Linked DNA regions of Mus musculus: all the other regions are linked to region 1. A link is a contact called in public HiChIP or PLAC-seq data. All regions are on one chromosome and are shown on one strand. The core of a region is the stretch at or near the end of the contact, and the rest is flanking DNA. Distances in the headings are between cores, read along the strand shown.

Region 1 (3,079 bases), core at 230-2,729:
AGCCATGAGGCATAATGTGTTGTCCATAAGGAAGTGCAATATACCCATGGCTCCTCTTGAGTCCTAATTTACCATTATTTCTTTTTCTTTGAGAGGTTCTTTCTCTCATCTACAGCTTTTTTCAGCCCTTGATCCTGCCTCTGGGAGAATCCCCATCTTGAGAGAATTGAGGAGCATGCCTCCTACAAACAAAACTTTGGGGCTCCAATGTTTGCATTGGCACCATCAATTAAAATCTTTCTAGACTACTGCTTTATTTGGGGTTGGGGATTAGCATCTTCAAATACTGAGTGAGTCCAAATACTTTGTGCTTCTAGTCAGCTGTGTTCTAGGCAACCACACCCCAAATTATTTCCTAGACATAGAAAGAAGTGGCATTTCTTTAAAGACTTTGAAGAATAAGTCCAATAAAATTCCTTTGTTGAACAAAGTGACTCATGGGAAAGATCAAATTAAGGGTGTGGTACTGTCATTTGAGCCAGTTAACTTCAAGGTAGCCAACACTGAGAGGTGTGGAGACAAGAGAGGAAATAAACACAGTCACCATGAGGCTTAATCAACTCAGGCTGCTTTAACAAATATTCACTTAAAATAGCCTCTTTTCATTTCTTCAGACGTGTTTTGTGCCCCACCCTTCTCTACAATATCCTTACCAAACACACAAGTATTGCTTTTCTCTCAATATGGCAAAGCTTGTTAAATGTACAGTGGCTATTCATGCACACAGGGTAGGAATTCTGAGTCTTTAATTTTGTCCATTCCCTATTGACAGTTGGCTGCCACAGAAATAACTTCTATGTGCTGGCAATACGGAGAATATGGGAGGTCCTTCAGTCAGGAAATCAATAATGACAATCAGTATCTACCATTCTGCCTATATTCTATACATTTTGAGTTGGGCAACATTGTCAAATGCCTAAATTTCAATGAAATAGCCTTTTTGATTAAAATATCAGACTCAGAGGGGAAGAAAACCTACATAATATTTAATATGTAACTAAATCTTAGAGTTGTTGAAAATGGGATCAATTAGATTTACATTGCAGTATGGGAAAGGCTGATAATTTGTATATAGAAAAGAACTCAGATAAACTAATTTAATGTTTTATCCTGTGGGAGTTCTTAAGTGGACTTAAACAAAAATGGTAAATATCAAAAGAAAATTGTTTACAGTAGCCCCATACACCCACAAGGGATATATATTCATTACAAGACATTGTGGAATCTATAAAATCTAACAGTCTTTTCCTTACAGAGTCCCTAAGATAAAGTTTAATTTATGAATGGAGCACAGTAAAAGGTTAATGATAACCAATGATAAAAATAGAACAATATAACCGTGTACCGAGATAAGAGTTGTGGCAGCAGTGTTCTCAGGCCTTCATGACTTTAAAAAGCACAAACATCATGATACCAGAATAGCCCATCTGATAAGTGGCATGGTGACCGAGTGAATAACAGGCAGGGTGATTCACATCCTGGGCAGGATGGAGAAGGCCAATGCGAGATTTTATCATGCTGCTCAAAACTGCATGCAGTTTAAGACTTATGAATTGTTTATTTCTGGAATTTTCCATTCAACATTTTTAAAGCGCTATTGACTGAAACCGCAGTTGAGAGGGATTAGTGAATAATAGCTTCGATAAACAATACTGATTTGATCCAATCAAATATAACAAGGTGGTTGACTAAACTAATTCATACTAGGTAAACAAGAAAGGGCAGAAGGAAGAATAAAAGAAGGGAAATTTTTCTCTCAGGAAGAGAGTTTTATTATGTCTTTTATGTGGCAAGCAAAATCTAAATGGAATTTATAAAATGAACATTTGCACAAGCAAACTAGGTGGGATTGTGTCAACAACAACAGCTTGATTTATGATCCCCATGGATTTGAGCTCACAAATGCATAGTTGGGGAGAGAACTTCATCACATTAAGGAAAGGCACAACAGATGCTATAACACGATTCTATATGTTGTTGCTCACTAATAGGCTATTGTATTTCATTAAAAGTCATATATTTGTCAATGCTACCTAACTTAAATATTGTAGAACACCGACCAAAAAACAAATAGTGATTTGCAGAGTCAGCCAGGAAATTACAGTAATAATATTACTTTTGGAATAGAATTTAGGAAAACTTTATTCATTGTAAACAATCATAGGATTTTGTTATGTTTTTTTTCATACACATGAATCATGTTCTTTGACATATTTATTCACTTTGTGTTGTATCTGCTCCTAGGAAAACCTTCTTACTTGGGAAATGATGGCAGGGCCTCTCAGATGGTTCTGAAGGGTCACTATAAATCTCCTGAGGGAGGTTTTACAGGTAAATTGGATCCACTGGGCATGCTCAGTAGACAAAAGGTCTCCCATGCCAACAGATGTGGAGAAACGGGCAGAGAAAGATTCTGAGATTTCAGAGAAAGATTCAGCCTGGTTTGTAAGATTCTGGACAGAAGCAGCCAGAGTCAGGGCCAGGGTAATAAATTGACAATATGGTAAGTGACTCTGGGTGATTTGGAAACATGTAAGATGTCATCGTTTTCTACCAATTAGCAATAAAGATCCCTAAGTGACATTAAGGCAATCAGAATCTCTTTGAGCAGAATACTGACAATAGTAGACAATGCTGTGCAGAGGCAGAGGGTGGAGGGAAAGAGGTTCTATTGCTCTTTGGTCAGCAAGAGAAGATGAATGCCTGGATGAAAGCAGTGGGCGGGGACAGGAAGGAAACAAAGTCTCCAGGTAAGCTCAGGCCAACAGAAGAACTCCAGTTTAAATGTAAATAGCACGTAAAGCAGGAAAGAAAACAGAGTTAGCAAAGGCCCAACGCATTTGACCTTGATGACTAGCTAGAAGGTGGTAGCATTCAAGGGATGTGGGAAGTGAGCTCAAAAGGAGAAAAAGACAAATTTGTGTGATACTAGTTGACTATATGCTTGCAAATGCAGGGCAGTATATTTGCCATTAGACTACATGTATGCTATGAGGTCATTGGCAATGAGTACTGAGGGCTCAAGGAATAGACGTGATAGAAGAAAAGAACTGGGGACTCAGGAGTATGGTTGAATCTA
Region 2 (3,079 bases), core at 375-2,874, 450 kb after region 1:
GGCTTTGAACTTGCCGTGCAGCTGAGGATAACCCTTGAGGGCCCAGCTCCCCTGAGTCCACCTCCCAAGCCCTGGGATTATAGTCGTGTGTCACCAAACCCAGTTTGTGACATGCTGGGGACCCATCCCATGGCTTCATGCACTAGAGACAAGCCACACATAGCCCAGCCTTAAAATAACAAAATAATTGTGGTTGCTTCTGAAGTGGAGTCACGTTCCTCACAAAGTGCCATTGCAGCTGTGAGCTCTGTGTTATTCTTCAGGAGTTTCATGGGGACGTGAAGCTCAAAGTTAGGATGTCCTGCTCTTTAAGCTTCAAGTCAGGAAATCTTCCATCCATCCGGATCCTGTTAACATAGAATAATAATATACCTGTATTATAAATTTAACACAGTGACTTATTAATTAAACTAAATTCAATTAATGTGGTGAATATAGATGCTAGGCAAGCTGTTAGCAATTTCCTTTTGCTCTCCCAAAACGACTGTGTGTGTGCGCGTGTGGTGTGTGTGTGTGTGTGTGTGTGTGTGTGTGTGTGTGTGTGTTGTTTTCTAGTGCTGGGGATTGAACCTTGGGTCTCCCTCGTGCTGAGCAAGAATTCTGCCCTTCAGTTCCATGCCTAGCCTCAATATTGATATTTGCTATTTAGAGAACTTTCCTATGCGCTTATGTCTCTATGGTGGGAAAAACAAACAAACAAAGAAAAGCAAGCCTGATATTTGTTGCTTGGTCTTTTCATTGGCTGTATCGCTCACCTATTAGAATGTCCTACCCTGGAGTCAGTCGTGTGCCGTAAGAAAGGAAACCTCCTGAGGTCAGAGTCCTGGCATAAATCTGCCCGTCCATGCATGTGACGCCTTCATGATAAGGTTTATTAACTGGGTAAATACAGCTTTAAAAATATATCTAAGTTTATGTGTGTGCTTTAGTGTTTAAAAGAATTTAATCTATTAAAGATAGATGCTAAACCTCCATCAGGTTTAAGATTTGCTGTTTCCTTTCTGACCTTGGGCAACTCGCTTTGCCTCTTTTCTTTTTTCTCTTTTCTTTTTTCTTTTTTTAAATTGAGCTTACAATATTTCCTAGGGTAGTTGTGAGTGGTTAAAACAGACACCAACAAAGTACCTGACACGCAAGTAAGCTTTGCTTGAATCGGTTGCATTTTCTAGCTATTTAACAATGCCTGCTTCTGTAATGGCTTTCTGGTGACTAATGAGTTTTCCTTGGTCAGGTTTGACAAAGTTTTGGGGCTATTGAAACCTCAGTAGGTTCTTTGTTTCATTTCCTTAAGATCTAAGCTTAAACTGTAGAGTCTCCTGCACCATAGAGCTCGGTATGAACATGTGCTTGTTTGTAATTTCAGTTTTCTGTAGGATCAGGTTTTCTCTGATGGAGGTTTAGCATCTATCTTTAATACATTTAAATTCTTTTAAACATTAAAGCTCACACATAAACCTAGATAAGATTTTTTAAAGCTGTATTTACACAGTTAATATGCCTTATCATAAAGGCATCACATGTATGGCAGGGCAGATTTACAGGTCTAATAAACAGAGCCTTTCTCGACCTTGGACTTTATGCCACATCGCCTCTACAAATGTGTTTACCCAGCTTCCCATCAGTCCTGCTGAAGGAGGCCCTTGGGAGTGGGTGGCCTTCCAAAGTCCTACCTTAGCTTGCCACCCGACTCTGTATCCCATGCCCCCTTTCCCAATTTGTTTATTGTATACCCCCTGCTAGGAATTGCTGATGCTCTACTGTCTGTCTAGGTTGAATTCCCACTTAGCTATATGCTGTACTAGTTTAGTAATTATGTATCTCTTTGGTAAGCTTACAGTTATTAAACACGTTTGCCCTCCCTTATCCTAAGCCTAGGATCAGAAAGGTTTCTAGTGGGGGTGGGGGGGAGGCCATAAGGGTGGAGAGAGAGAGAGAGGTCAGCCCTGCCTTTAAGGATGCTTGCTGCCTTTAAGACAACTGACATTAAGCCAGTCACAACGGCTTGTTAACTGCAGCTGCAGGGGATCTGTCGCCCTCTTGTGGCCTCTCTAGGCACCTGCACACATGTAGCATACACATTAATCAAAGCAATTTTTTTTTTTTTTAATGCTTTGGATTGGGTATTTTTTTTTTTTTATTTTGGAACATTAGTATATACATGATGATGTTTCTCAGAGGTGGAATCCCAGCCTAACTCTAAATTTATTTACTCTTCTATGTACCTTACATATGCAACTGGGGGTGATTTTATACAGTATTTTAATAGTTTTATACAGGAACCAAATGTCTGTGCATTGAACCATGAGAGTTATGGAGTCATGAGAATGCTCAAGATTATTTAGAGTGTTTTCAATATTTCAGAGTTTTTCAGATTAGGAGGAGTCAACCTATCCAACCATCTCACCACACAGTATTTTTTTTTTGACAGTGAGGGAATCCACAATTCTGTGGATTTGTCCCGTATGTTCACGATTTAGCTATTTGCAAACTTTTCTTATAAGTGGATATTGAAAATAATACTTTGTATGCTTCTTATTTCACTGGGAGGCAGGGGCACTGTGTACGCTAAACCCTCAACATAGGAATCAGTGAAAGTGTGAAATGGCAGTCGCTTCGTGTGGTACAACAGCACGGACCTATGCCATTGCCAATTTTAAATTCCTATTTCAGAACTCTTCAGAGTATGGAGAAAGCCTACTGGGATTGTTAAAATGGAATGACTAAATGGTGTATGAATACGACAGCATCAAACCCTTACCTGCATACCTACCAGACAGTATCAAACCCTTACCTGCATACCTACCATCGTCGCCTCCTTCCTTCAGGGGTGGTTGGTCTTTCTTTTCTTTTCTGATCAGTGCTGTTCTCTTCATATCAATTCCAAATATTGTCTCTTAATTATGAGATTTTGAGGACAGTTTTGTCCTTTGACGTGGGGTACAAATCCAGTAGCTTGAGGTCAGGTAATAAGCATATTTATATTAGGTTTTCAAAGCTGATTATTTTATAGGGTGTGTCATAAAACATGCATGTGCATTTAATTTGTAAATAGATCTTCCGGTTGGCTGATGTGTGCGTG
Region 3 (3,079 bases), core at 288-2,787, 320 kb before region 1:
TCACAAATTGAATATGAGAATAATGAAATATCTTCGAAATTTCACCAATGGCTCATTTGTTGTCCTTTTCTCTTTTTTGTTTTGTTTTCAGATTAAATTTTCAGTAGATGTTCTGTTGCTTCATGAAAATAAAAATTCAGAAATAAAATTCAACAAAATGAATATACCCAGTTTTTCAATAATGTACCAGTGAGAACAAACCAGTCTTGTGTGCAGAATGAGGTCATAGTTTAATTTTATTGAGCATGTAAATAGTAATCCTAAATTTTAATTATATGATATTAAGAGATCGTAAGGGGTGAAATTGTCATGAAGTTTTTAAAAGATTCTTTTCCATTCAAGTGTGTTTGGGAGGAGTCGGTATGCACATGACTGTGAGTGCAGAGGCTGGGGCATTGCTTCTTCCAGAGCTATGCTTTCAGAGTGTTGGAAGATGACTGATATAGGGTCCCATCAAACTTGGGTTCTCACTGCAAAATCAATATGCTCTTTTACCTGGGCCATATTTTCGGTCCATGATTTATTTTATTTAAGTCTGTTTTGAAAGGGTTTCATTTGTCATGAAAACCAAGGACAGTGCATATGTATTGATGTCTATTTGCCTTTTTTTTTATTTGAAGTCATGGACTGTCCCATATATGTAATATGTGTAATTCAGTCTAAAATTGTATAAGGTTTAATCTATGCAAGAATATACAGCTCAAAGGGAAAAATGGTACACACTGTGAGATTCCAAATGCCAACTCAGGATTCCATCTATTTCCAGGAAGGTAGCCAAACCCTTCTAGTAGACAGACAGAAGACTCTGAGCTCAGTGTGCTGTGTGGAAACGTTGCTATATGAAACCCCTTTGATCTTAGAGTTCTAAGGTAAACTCTATGACATCACATAGATTTTTCAATTTGACAGACCTTGGAAGTTACAGGCACTCTGGTCCCTAGACATCAAAGAGAGGGTAAAATGTGGTGATTAACCTCATGTACAAAATTGCAGGGTCATGCCACGGAGGCAGCTTTCCACAATTCCTTTGGTGACCTGCTTTCTTGCTTAAGCAGTAAGATGAAATAGCTGCCTGAGATTGGCTCTCTCCCTCCTCGGATTTGTTTTCAGGCTCTGGAAAGCGTCTGTTCTATACTGAGCTTAGACCATCTCTGCAGGGTTAAAGGTAACTCAGAAAACCAAATTTTCATTTTGCCCAAAGTAAATGATTGAAAGTCATTGATGAAATGAGTGGAAGCAATAACTTTTCCCCCAATATTTTACACACTGCTGGATCTTTCTATGAGTAAAAACATCCTATTGGTTTCCACAGAATCCATGATATTTACAAATTTTATGCATATGCAAACTTGAAGATTGAATATTTATAATGCCCACCACTGGTCTTGGTTCTTCTAGCTGTAGAGATTATTCTGTAGACTATTTTATAACTATTCCAACCATCCTTATAAAGCAAAGCAAAGCCCTTTCCATAACCTTAGCACCCAACACAAGCACGCAACAGATAGCAGACTCTCAGTAAATGTTTACTCAGTGAGTAAGTGCTGGGTGACTGGTTGCTTCCCATCAAGACTTTATTACTGCCAGACATTCTTTCCTGTTTAAAAGATTCAATTGTTTGTACATCCTGTGAAATGATTTTTGACTCCTTATTAACTGAGTTATGTATGTGACTGTAGAATAAAGACCAATGAGATACATAAATAGATAAAATCCCTCACCAAATGTAGGAGAGCATCAACAAAATCATTTGGAGCCAAACAGCTATGTGGATGCCTAAGAGATGCATTTACAAATTTCCCTGGAGTTCAACGCGTCTTTTAACCCAGGCAGATGAAAACTTCTTTACAGTCTCATCTGAAAAAGAAATTAATGGGGAGAGGAGCATATAAAGTCCACAGCCAACATCAGCCATGATAAAGTTTGTGGTAACCTAAATCTAACTTCTATTCTCAACAATCTCCAAGACTCCAGGTATCCTGAAATACATGTGTGGGCCCACGATTATGAATGAAATGAGTCACTCCACCATGTTTTAATAGGCTTCCACTTGCCTTTCTTGTTTTAAATAGCTTCTTCCTTTTTTCCTTTTTGGTCTACCAAATTGCATCTGACTAAATGTACCTAGTTAATGAGCGTCTATTCCATTAGAGTGTAATCCTACCCAGCTATTGTTTTCTTCTGGAGGATGTAATGGAGAGAACGTGCAGGTGCTTAGCAGCAGGCTCCCATTTCTAGAGTTACAGTCTTAAAGCTGTCAGAACTGCTCAGGAACAAGGAAGAGCCAGAGCTCGCCAGGCAAATGAAATGCCCGCTTGGTGAATATTTAAATCGGAGGCTGGAGAATAATGAACAACTGGCAAGAGAGGGCAGAAACTATCCACAGAGAAACTTTCTCTTTTCTTCTCTGATGACCAGACTCTCGGTCCACAAAATAAGTGGCCCGTGTTCTAATATATTTTTGAAGGCACCGTATTTGAAATTTGTTTGGTTTCAACTTTGAAAAGTGGCATATGCTTGGTGACATGGTGGAGTTGGCACTGTCTTAATGTGAGTTGATTTAACAAGAAAAATCACAAGTGTACATGCTGCACGAGTGGGCCAGCCCGTGTGCCCATGACGAGAGGAAAAAGGAGAGACCACGAGAGCGAGGAAAGAGATCTTCCAAAAGGGAGAAAGGGACGAACAAGATAGGATCATGGAATTCGTGGTGTATGAGCAAAAGATAAGAAAGAACTACTTGGGTTGAGAAAGGAACCCAGCAAGATAGCAACAGGGGAAGGGGAGAGCAACAGAGAGGGAGACATGTAAGAACAATCTGTGAAGGCACAGAGGCATAAGAACAGCATACAGAGTTCATCGCCTTGCATGCCACCTTCAAGTTTGCTTCAAGCAGAAGTTTCAAAAGGCGGTGTCCCCAAACAAGCAATCTTGCTTTAAATTCTTCTGGAGGAAAAAAAGAGTATTTAACCTGAACACTGACAATACCAGTTGATAGGCTAGCAGGGATGGGTAAATCTCATAAGGCTCCAGACCTAGGTGAAGTTCTACAGGTAAATAATGATGTGTGTGTGTGTGT

The links. HiChIP or PLAC-seq counts read pairs in DNA pulled down with a chosen protein or histone mark.
Region 2: a contact with region 1 is called in a FOXA1 HiChIP or PLAC-seq map of pancreatic cancer cells. The contact joins two enhancer-like sites. A contact is called at or near these places in 1 of 484 Hi-C or Micro-C datasets (embryonic stem cells), 3 of 115 datasets of contacts at active chromatin or transcription factors (embryonic stem cells and pancreatic cancer cells) and 1 of 9 other capture datasets (embryonic stem cells).
Region 3: a contact with region 1 is called in a FOXA1 HiChIP or PLAC-seq map of pancreatic cancer cells. The contact joins two enhancer-like sites. A contact is called at or near these places in 1 of 484 Hi-C or Micro-C datasets (embryonic fibroblasts) and 2 of 115 datasets of contacts at active chromatin or transcription factors (microglia and pancreatic cancer cells).

What each region holds. Positions count from the first base shown.
Region 1 is chr3:131,801,436-131,804,514 of GRCm38.p6, reverse strand. No RefSeq gene overlaps it. Among named protein-coding and RNA genes, the nearest start is that of Gm29865, 90 kb to the left of the region's middle. Within about 2 kb of position 1,479, at least 37 of the 459 cell types and tissues checked have an H3K27ac peak or open chromatin away from gene starts, as enhancers often do. A contact at or near this core is called in pancreatic cancer cells, where this site is marked.
Region 2 is chr3:131,346,951-131,350,029 of GRCm38.p6, reverse strand. All of the region lies in intron 1 of Sgms2 (sphingomyelin synthase 2), which reads left to right. Among named protein-coding and RNA genes, the nearest start is that of Cyp2u1, 45 kb to the right of the region's middle. Within about 2 kb of position 1,624, at least 28 of the 459 cell types and tissues checked have an H3K27ac peak or open chromatin away from gene starts, as enhancers often do. A contact at or near this core is called in pancreatic cancer cells, where this site is marked.
Region 3 is chr3:132,120,684-132,123,762 of GRCm38.p6, reverse strand. All of the region lies in intron 1 of Dkk2 (dickkopf WNT signaling pathway inhibitor 2), which reads right to left. Among named protein-coding and RNA genes, the nearest start is that of Dkk2, 37 kb to the right of the region's middle. Within about 2 kb of position 1,537, at least 14 of the 459 cell types and tissues checked have an H3K27ac peak or open chromatin away from gene starts, as enhancers often do. A contact at or near this core is called in pancreatic cancer cells, where this site is marked.